Regions from separate parts of the Mus musculus genome. Here region 2 is linked to region 1. Evidence: chromatin contacts called from public promoter capture Hi-C data. All regions are on one chromosome and are shown on one strand. The core of a region is the stretch at or near the end of the contact, and the rest is flanking DNA. Distances in the headings are between cores, read along the strand shown. Region 1 holds the start of Treml4 (triggering receptor expressed on myeloid cells-like 4). Region 2 holds the start of Tspo2 (translocator protein 2).

Evidence for each region. Promoter capture Hi-C pulls out the DNA fragments that hold promoters and counts their contacts.
Region 2: a contact with region 1 is called in a promoter capture Hi-C map of erythroid cells, with 13 times the contacts expected there. The contact joins the promoter of Tspo2 here to the promoter of Treml4 in region 1. A contact is called at or near these places in 12 of 39 promoter capture datasets (the 3T3-L1 cell line, 3T3-L1-derived adipocytes, the HPC-7 cell line and 8 more), 8 of 484 Hi-C or Micro-C datasets (the G1E-ER4 cell line, embryonic stem cells, erythroblasts and 4 more), 2 of 115 datasets of contacts at active chromatin or transcription factors (embryonic stem cells and fetal liver) and 2 of 9 other capture datasets (adipose tissue and liver).

What each region holds. Positions count from the first base shown.
Region 1 is chr17:48,262,077-48,267,094 of GRCm38.p6, forward strand. Treml4 (triggering receptor expressed on myeloid cells-like 4) reads left to right here and starts at 2,219. Exons shown (of 6, transcript NM_172623.2): 1 at 2,219-2,364; 2 at 2,556-2,909. The coding sequence starts at 2,304. The region is part of intron 1 of Gm52308 (a long non-coding RNA gene); the gene reads right to left.
Region 2 is chr17:48,450,007-48,454,592 of GRCm38.p6, forward strand. Tspo2 (translocator protein 2) reads right to left here and starts at 1,495. Exons shown (of 5, transcript NM_027292.2): 1 at 1,447-1,495; 2 at 866-1,055; 3 at 1-64. The coding sequence starts at 46. It also overlaps a transcript of Unc5cl not described here.

The sequences.
Region 1 (5,018 bases), core at 969-3,468:
AGGCAGAAGGAAGTACCACAAAAAAATTAGATAAAAAATGTTGTATAGTGTATGAGTGTTTTGTCTGTGTGCATGTCAACGTACCATGTGTGCACAGTGCTCATGGAGGCCAGAAAGGGGCCTCAGACAGCCTGGGACTGGAGTTATAGATCATCCCAATCAATCTAACAGCTGTCCAATGGGTGCATGATGACTGCCTAGGCGGGGGACTCTGGATTATGGGAAATGGAGAGAGTGAGCTGAACGCGAGGAGACATGCATTCATTGTTCTCTGCTTCTTGACTGTGGCTGCGATGTGCCAAGCTGCTTCAAGTTCTTGCTACTTTAACTTCCCCAGTTCAACAGGCTATGTTCTCAAACTCTGAGCCCAAATCAGGGCTTTCTTCTTGAAGTTGCTTTTGTTAGTGCATTTTATTATAGAAATGAAAGGAAGCTAAAAACAAAAACAAACAGACAAAAAAACCTTCCCTCCCAGCCTTTCCCCATGCACAGATCTTCCCTTTACAGCACTGTCCCTACAGAACAGTGTGCATTTGCTACACTGGGTAAACTCACACTGACATGGCACCATCAGCTCAGACTAGCTTCTTTGGGATCTGCTGTTGGTGTCTTGCACTCTCTGGATACTGACAAATGTATAATGACGCATCTCAATGTTCTCCATGAAGAAGAAAGTATTTTCCTAAATATCTTGTGTAGTGTAAGACTTGTTTTTACTTATGAATAAGTGTATGTATCTTTGTGTGGATTTGTTCATATGGATGCCCGAGGAGGCCAGAAGAGAGCGTCAGATCCCCTGGAACTGCGGTAAGAGGTGGTTGTTAGCCCCCCTGACATGGTTGTCAGGAGCTGAACCCTGGCCCTCTCCAAAAGCAACACATGCTTTTTCTTAACTGCTTCAGTCTCTTGTGTGACGACGTTAGAAAAAATAAAATTTGATTCCAATACTTCGGTTCAGTAATTCAGGGAAGATAAGATTGAGTTTATAACTAAAGCTTTGGCTGGGGATGTAGCTTGGTGGAATGGCGAGCTGTTTTCTTACTAGCATGTACAAGGCTCTAGGTTTGATTTCCAGCTCTGCAAACCAACTCAAACAAATGACGTTTATATCCCACACTTCTGGTTCCCTCATAAGTACAAGGCAGGGCCATTAGATTTTTTTATTCTTTGCTTTGCCATCCATCAACTGCTACATAGGAGGTCCCTAGAGTCCCTGGGAGTGGAGCAGATGCATGAAGACCAATAAGAATTTAGGTGTTCTGATAGCCAGTGGTATCCCAGCTGCTACTGTGGGCTCGCCAGTGAAAGACTGAGGTTCCCTTGATGTGGTGTGCATATACCTTCCCTAACTGGTTGCTACTGATTGTTGACTCCACTTTCAGTCTCTCAGATCTTGACAGTTTGTGGGACCGTGAAAGGCAGCCTGTTTTCTGGTCGAGCTAGGTTTAAACCCTGGAGACCCAGCCTGGGTCACCCTTTCTTCCACACAGTTTTGCAGGTGAGATGTTAATGAGAGATAATTTTTCTCATAGGTTTCACTCTCCCACTCACATGTCCTTTAACATGGTCATGAATTCCCTTGCTTCCTTTCTCACCCTTAAGAGGTCCCTCCCTCTTGACTTCCCTTCTGACAATTCTTTCTCATTGTTCTCTACCTCCCAGTAGCCCCACTTCCCCCTTTCCAAGGGACCATCCTTACACTCTGGCATTGGAGTCTGGTGGCTTACAAACCTTCCAGGATGACAACATACTGGAGGTGAGGGCCCTGACTTATCTTAGTGATGGGGATTCCCAGGACTCTGGGCACACCTCTAGGGACCTTTGACCTTTCTCAGGGAAAAAGAAAAGAGGAACAGGCCTCTTACTTCTCATATTGTTTTCTACAATGTTCTTTTTTTTTTTTTTTGTAGCAATAATGGAGGAGTGTGATTGGTGGGTGGTGTGGAATGGCTGAGATGGGACACGGATGAGCAGGGGTGAAGAGTGAGGGCCAGAGATGGACCCTGCAGTTAGGAGTCCCCAGTCCAGGCCTGTCCACTGTTCCTCTCATGTGTCCACAGAACCTATCTACCTAGGTCAACCACGAGATGGACCCTGCAGTTAGGAGTCCCCAGTCCAGGCCTGGCCACTGTTCCTCTTATGGGTCCATAAGCCCGCCTTCCCAGACTGGCTACTTCCCCAATCAAAGCTCTGATCTTCCTTGGTTCTTACATCTCACAGATGATGAGACTTAGGGGAAGACTTGCCTAGTTCAGAGGTCTCCTCCTTTTCTCCTCTCCTCTACTGACAGAATCTGGACTGGTATGGCCTGGAGGTACTCACAACTGCTCCTGGTCCCTGTGCAGCTGGTGTTCCTGGCCTCAGGTGAGATGATTCCCTGTACAAGGGTTTGAGAGGTGGGATAGATAAAAGGACAAGGAACCAGGCTGACCCTGTGACCAGGGCTGGCTTTGGGGCCATGTTGTGCGTCTGAGTGTTGGAAGTCATTGCCTCTTGGCTTCCCTAGCCCCAGAAACGAATGCATACAGCTAGAGCTCTGACCTCTGACCTGACAGTTTGTTGTCCAGGTGTCTGGGGGTCCACAGTATCTGAAGAGCTTCATAGAATGGTAGGACAGAGCCTCTCCGTGCAGTGCCAATACAAGCCTAAGGAGGAGTCCTATGTGCTGAAAACGTGGTGTCGGCAAACAGCCCCAAGTAAATGTACGAGAGTGGTCACTACCTCTGAGCCTCGGAAAGCAGCCAGGGAATTACAGCACACAATCTGGGATGATCCTGAAGCTGGCTTCTTCAACATCACCATGACTCAACTAACAGAGGATGACTCAGCGTTCTACTGGTGTGGTCCATATTATCCTTCCCTCAGAGAAGTAACTGTTCTCAGAAACATCAGCCTGGTGGTGTCGCCAGGTAAGGCCTTTCTTGGGGATACAACCCTCTTCTACAGACCAAGCACAATACATATCCCTGATCCCTTCTCTTTGTGACCCCCTAATTTTGACACCTGATCTGACTGAGGAGAGACAGTTTCCCATCTCGGTCATGCTTGGCTCCTCATTGAGAAAGAATGTTTAGGTTTCATGGGGTAGGCACTTGGAGTCTCTCTCTGACTCTTAGTTAGTTTACACTAGCATTGTGTAACTTTAATCCTAACATTTGGGAGGCAGAGACAGGTGGATCTGAGTTTGAGGCCAGCCTAGTCTAAATAGTGAGGTCCAGGCCAGCCAGAGCTACATAGTGGGACTCTGTCTCAAAAAAAAAGTTGAAATGTTTTTATTTTAAATTATGTGCACTCATGGGCACATGCCACATGTGTGCCAGTGCCCATGGAAACCAGCGACTAGGAGCCTCTTGCAGCTAGAGTCATAAGTTGCTGTGAACCACTCAATGTGGATGCTTGGAACCAAACTCAGATTCTCTGCAAGAATCTGTGTTCTCAATGGCTGAGCTATCTCTTCAGCCCTCCTACTTGCTTTCTTACTTAGGCAGACCTGAGTTACAAATTTCTACTGGCACAAGGGCCCCTGAGGTCTTCCTTACCAGGGGCCAACCCTGGCATGGTCCTCTTTTTTTGTTCTCGCTTCTCCTTGAGTCAGCAGAGGGGGAAAAGGATTGGCATAGGGTAAGACTTTTGTCTTGCGAGATACTTAGAGTTGTTGTATAATAATAAAAAGTTGACTTGTCTAAGTCTAAGTTACTTTGCTACTGTAGCTGACCTGACTTTTGTGTCCTCAGAGGCTAGAAACTGCAGTCTCGGGCATTTAGCACCTCATCCTAAAACAGCAGGAGATTAAGTAAAGGGTTAATTGCAAGAGATGTTTTCCCTTTTTCTAGATGCCCCTCATTTGTCAGGCTAGGGGAAGTTTGGAGCAATAAACTTACTTCTATTGAACCAGGAGAAGAAAATCATGTTCATGGAAGGAAAAAACTTTTACATAAGCAAATATGCATAAACTCACATAAATACAAACACAGATTCCCACATGCACATTTATACATTTCCATTCAAACCATTTGGGTCCAAGTTTCATACATTCTCACAGTTACACACACACACACACACACACACACACACACACACCCATGCTTACATATGCATTTGGAGCAAAAGAGCAAGCAACCGTGCAGAAAGAATTCACTCACTCTGGATGAAAAATGAGCTCCAATCTTTATTGCATAGAGAAAGAAAAAGCTCTTACCCTTTCAGTGCTAAATGAATTAAACCCAGGTTTTAAAGAAGGAAGCTTTGTTCCTTTTAATAAGACTAAGCCTGCCTTGTTCTTAAGAAAGGACCTGTTTTGTCCCATGGTAAGGAGAAGGCTGCCTGTTCCTTCTGCTCTCTCGGCAGCTCTTTCTTCTTTCCCTGTTTTCTTCTGCATTCTGCACATTGCTCTCTTAATTTATTATGCTTCCTATAGTTTCTAAATTATTGCACTCTGCACTCTCCCTTTAATCTTGCTCTCCTCCTGCTCTGGTGCCACAGTAATGCTCTTACTCTCAATGCCTTTTCTCCAATGTTGTGCCTTTACTTCAAGTTCTTATTGAAGTTCAGTTCTGTCTGAAAACTTCTCTTGTGTCCTGACGAAAAAATTATCCTCAGTTCTGTTCTAAGAAGCTCTGTTCAGATCATGTCTAAAAAAAATGCTCTGTCTAAAAAGTTCTCCTCAGCTCAGTTCTGACTCTTCTCTTTGTCCTCAGCACTTTAAACAGTTTTCAGAATACATGGTGATCACATGTTCAAAAAGGTCATCACATGTTTAAACATAAGCTCCAATCATAAATCAAAATGGAAGTTTACAACAGAGAATGTTTACATGCATATCCATTAGGAGTAATTATCTGGCTAAACACCAGTCACAGCTCCACAGATTCATGGAGAGTTAAAAACCATAACTAAGTTGTTAGTAAAGATTTGTATAGATAAACCTAGTTGCTATTTTATCTTCTGTCCTAGCACCTATAATAAATCATTAATTCCCCCTTTTTTTTTAACCTTTGGTTAATGGTTTTACAACCTCT
Region 2 (4,586 bases), core at 245-2,744, 190 kb after region 1:
GCCCCAGCAGGGGCACACCTACAAAGACAGGTCCTTGAAGCTGCATTCTCCAGAAAGGCAAGATCTGGGGAGGCAGAGAGCATGCTGGGATAAGCCTTCCTCTGTCCCCTTGGACCTCCAAACCTTACAGTCACCTAGCCAGAGTTTCTCACTGGAGGTCTAGTCATGGAGAACCCCCTGCCTGGAGCCCAGTTCTAGTCCTGACCCCTGAACCATCTCTAGTAAGCACTACCCTGACTCTTCTCTGGGCCTTATGCTTTTCTTCTACACCACACCGCGGAGCAGCACTTCAGTGTGGTTACTCTGAAGTGGTCACACTGCTCTCTCTAGGGCCATCTGACTCCTGGAAGTCAGGACCAGGTTTAGTCTTTATCTTCCTCCGAAGGCATCAGCTGGCCTCCAGGAGAAAAACAAGCCTTTGGTGTCTCAAGGACTCTGCCTCACTGAAGCTGACAGTGACCATCCTGGAAGTATCACTGTTGTGTAGAAGTTTCCTCTGAATTGAAACATTCTTTTCCTGGAAGGATGAGAGAGGAGAGAAGTGAGGGGGAGGAGGGAGGAGGGAAGAGGGAGGAAGGAGAAGGGAGGAGGGAAGAGGGAGGAAGGAGAAGGGAGGAGGGAGGCTTATGAGGCTTATTTGTTGGTTCACCAGGCTGGACTTAGCTGGGACCATTTCTTTAGTTTCCCATCAGTGCCCTTTCTGGGGTGAATAGATGTTTGTCCGCATCTCCCCAGGAAATCACATGGCAGCCATGTTCTGAATGTAGGAGCCAGGGATTGCTAGGTCAGTCATAGTCCCAACAGCCCTGCTCATTACCCCCAATCTTATCTCTTTAGAGCAGACTGGCACACGCAAGAGGCCCACCCAGGTTGGTCTGCCCAATTCAGGCGTGGCCAACGGTCTCCGTGGGTCCCTTTCTCTGAAGCCTTCTCTCTCAGCTGCTCCCGGTGTCTGAGGGATGTGCTCCGCATCGCCCCATTCCCACAGGTCAGGTCTGAAGGCACAGGTGTCCAGATTTCTGGTGGTCTGATTCTCAAGGACACAACAGCCTGGTCTTTGATTAAAAAAAAAAAAGTTGTTGCATTTGCATCTCATTTACATGTTGCTTTCTTTGTGTGCCATTTGCTCGTAGGCCGATGGTTAGACTCTCCTCCCCGCTAAGAGCCCAGCCAGTATCAATTTCACCTGCTCAGGGTATTCCAGCCTCTGTCTTAAGATCAATGCAACTTGACAGAAATAAAAACCCAATTGTTTTGGTGTTCTAGAGTGACTGACAGGTCACGGGCTGATCTGCCTCTCACTGTCTACCGACTCAGCTGCCTCCCCATCTCCCCATCTCTGGGTGTTTAAGCCAGTGCTGTAATCTCCCTCATTGACCGTGCCCACTCTCTTTCATCCTGCTATCTATCCATCACTCCTCCTGTCCCCAGGCCTTCCTGACTTACCTCAGGCACACGCCTCCCAGCCTGATGATATAGGATGTGTATAAGGTAGAAGATGGCGAGGGACTGGAAAGGGGTGGAGCCAGGCTCGTGACCGACCTGCCTTTCTCTTATGAAAAGGGAGGGGAGGGGACATTTGTGGGGGAGTCTCTGTTGCTGTTTGCAAGAGGGCTCCTGTCCACAAGCTCCTCCCTGGTCTGTTAGAAATGCGTGAGAGCCCGAGATACGAGGAATTAAATGAGCCCAGGGTTTATGTCTATATTGTCAAGCATTCCACCATGGAACTTCTCCTTTTCCTCTTCCTCTCCCTCTTCCTCTTCCCCCTCACTTCAGCTCCTTCCTGATGCATAGATCTTTGGTGAGAGCCCCCTTGATGGTGAGATCTGGACCTTCCGTAAAGAGCCCAGCCTGGAGCCACAGTCCAACTGGTACCCATGCTCTCTGTGCCTGTGACCCAGTTCTGTGTCCCTGGGGATGGGAGGGGCCCTCGGATCTCCTTAGAGCCTTTCTGGAACCAGATTGTCTTCACGTGAGGCAAGCGCCAGCTTTCGAGATGAGTTCATGATCCCTGAGAACAGTCCCCGATTCCAGCCTCCTGGTTGGCCTGCCTCTGCCTGGCTGGGGACTGGAGGCTGGCAGAGCCCTCCCAGATCCCAAGCACTTTGTGCTTCAGAGATGGAGGCGGCAGGCAGTGGAGGTGGGTAGGGAGCCTGGGCAGGAGTGGTCTGGTGCTTCCTGCCAATATCTACCTCCCAGCCACCACAAAGGGCGTCAGGGGAGAGTGACCCTGTCTTCTGGCAAAGTCCAGTTTTCTGTGTGACTCAGACAGCTTGGTATAACAAAGACAGACACCTCCATTGTTTGTCCCCTGTCAGAATTCTGGGCACCCTGCCTTGCTTGTCCTTTAGGTTCTAGGTCCCCTTTACCAGGCTGCCTGCTCTCTGTGGATTCCCAGTGACATCCAACGAGGCTCTCTGGCATATATTTGTCCTGCTTTCCCTTCCATCTACACCCAGGATGCAGGCAGAGAAGGAGCTGCAGAGAGGGACAAGAGGCCAGAGAATAATTAACTAAAACAGGAAAGAGGACAAAGCTGCTTTTATATTTTCTTGTGTGTGTGTGTGTGTGTATGTGCACGTGTGTGTGCATATGGTGTGGGTACACACGTGTGGATGTGGATGAGGGATGTGTCATGTGCTCGTGGAGGCCAGAGGACAACCCTGGGTTCTGCCTCCCCAGCTCTAGGATTGGAAAGACAGTTTTAGGTGGATTCTGGTCACTGAGTTCAGGTCCTTGGGCTTACAACACAAACACTTTTTGACTAAGCTATCTTTCCAGCCCAAACTAACTAACTAACTAACTAACTTTCTTTCTTTCTTTCTTTCTTTCTTTCTTTCTTCCTTCCTTCCTTCCTTCCTTCCTTCCTTTCTTTCTATTTTTCTTTCCTTTTTCCCTTCCTTCTTTCCTTTCTTCCTCCCTCCTTCCCTCCCTCCCTCCCTCTCTTCCTTCCTTCCTTTCTTTCTTTCTTTCTTTCTTTCTTTCTTTCTTTCTTTCTTTCTTTCTTTCTTTCTATCTTTCCTTCCCTTCCTTCCTTCCTTCCTTCCTTCCTTCCCTCCCTCCCTCCCTCCCTCCCTCCCTCTCTTCCTTCCTTTCTTCCTTCCTTCCTTCTTTCCTTCCTTCCTTCCTTTCTTTTCTCCTCTCTCCTTGTGTAGCCTCCCACAAGCCTGAAGCAGGCTGAGCCAGACCTTGACTTTGTTACCACTAAGGAGATCACCTAGGGTGGAGCCTGCCTCCCTGGATCACTCTTATTTTTCTGCCACTGCAGTTGCTGCTACCTGCTGGGAGTCGGCCTAGCTATTCCAGAGACTACACGTGGTCACCTGCAGCTGAGCTCTAAGGATGATTTAGTGGGAATGGGCTTCCCCTCTCCTTTATAAAGCGTGTCCGCCATTAAAAATTTGAACCTTGAGCAGACTAGTTGTCTTGGTTCCATTATTTCTCTACCCGCCTAGATTCCCTCTTCTCTTCCAGTTCCAAGATGCCTTCCAGGCTGAAACCCGGACATGAGAGCCGCAGGCCTGCCCCAACATCCTTTTAAGTTTTAGTTAGTGTCTGGAGAGACGATTCAGTAGTTACGTACACAGTTAAGCATGCTTGTGGATCTTGCAGAAGGTCTGAATTCAGTTCCCACATCAAGTAAGTGCCTTACAGCTGCCTGGAACTCCAGCTGCAGGGGATCTGACGCCCTCTTCTGGTCTCTGCTGGCTCCCGTGTGCAGATGACATGCACTCACACAGACACATAAATAAAAATGAAAAAATATAATAAAAATTGCACTTTATTTTTGATTGCTGAGTAATTACATCGCATTGTTGAGTATAATGCAAGATGTCTTGATAAGTGGATCCACTTTGTAATGATCAAATCAAAGTAATTAGTATATCAATTTCCTCAAACATTATCATTGAAACTGTGAGAACGGTCAAAATCTTGTTTTCTAACTATTTCAAAATGCAAGGTACACCATCGTTAACTATGGGCATGTTGTTGTACGGGCAGTCTCGCAGAGCACCAGGACTTAGTCTTTCTATCAAACTAGAATCCACTGATCAGTATCCTGCCACCCAACCCCTAGCTTCGCACTCTTCCCAGGATTTCTTTCTTTTCTGCATTCCCATGTTTACTGAAGCGCTCCTCACAAAGGCAAGATAAGGAGTCAAGGCAAAAGCCCATGGAAAGATGGCTGGGTGCTGAAGAGTCAGACTGTACTCAGCCAGCAGAAATCAGGTGGGTAACTCCCCCCTCAGCACCCACCAGCGGGCTGAGTGACAGCTCTAATTCCAACTCGTTACCAAGGGCAGTGTCCCACCCCCAAGGGCAGCATCCCGCCAATCCGGAGGGGCAGGGAGCAGATATGTGAGTTCTTCACACTCTGTACCTGTGTGATCTCCCCATGCAGGAAGGACTACAGAGACCCAGAGTGCCTAGACCAGCTACACTGTCACCAGGAAGTTTCTTTGAGCCGCTGTCTCTGGCCCAGGCCCTGTGGAATCAGAGGCTGCATTTGAACAAGATTACCAGGTGGGTCCTGGCGAAGGTGGTTCTGTTCCCTAGTCTTCCGCCATACTGCCTTTTGTAGGGAC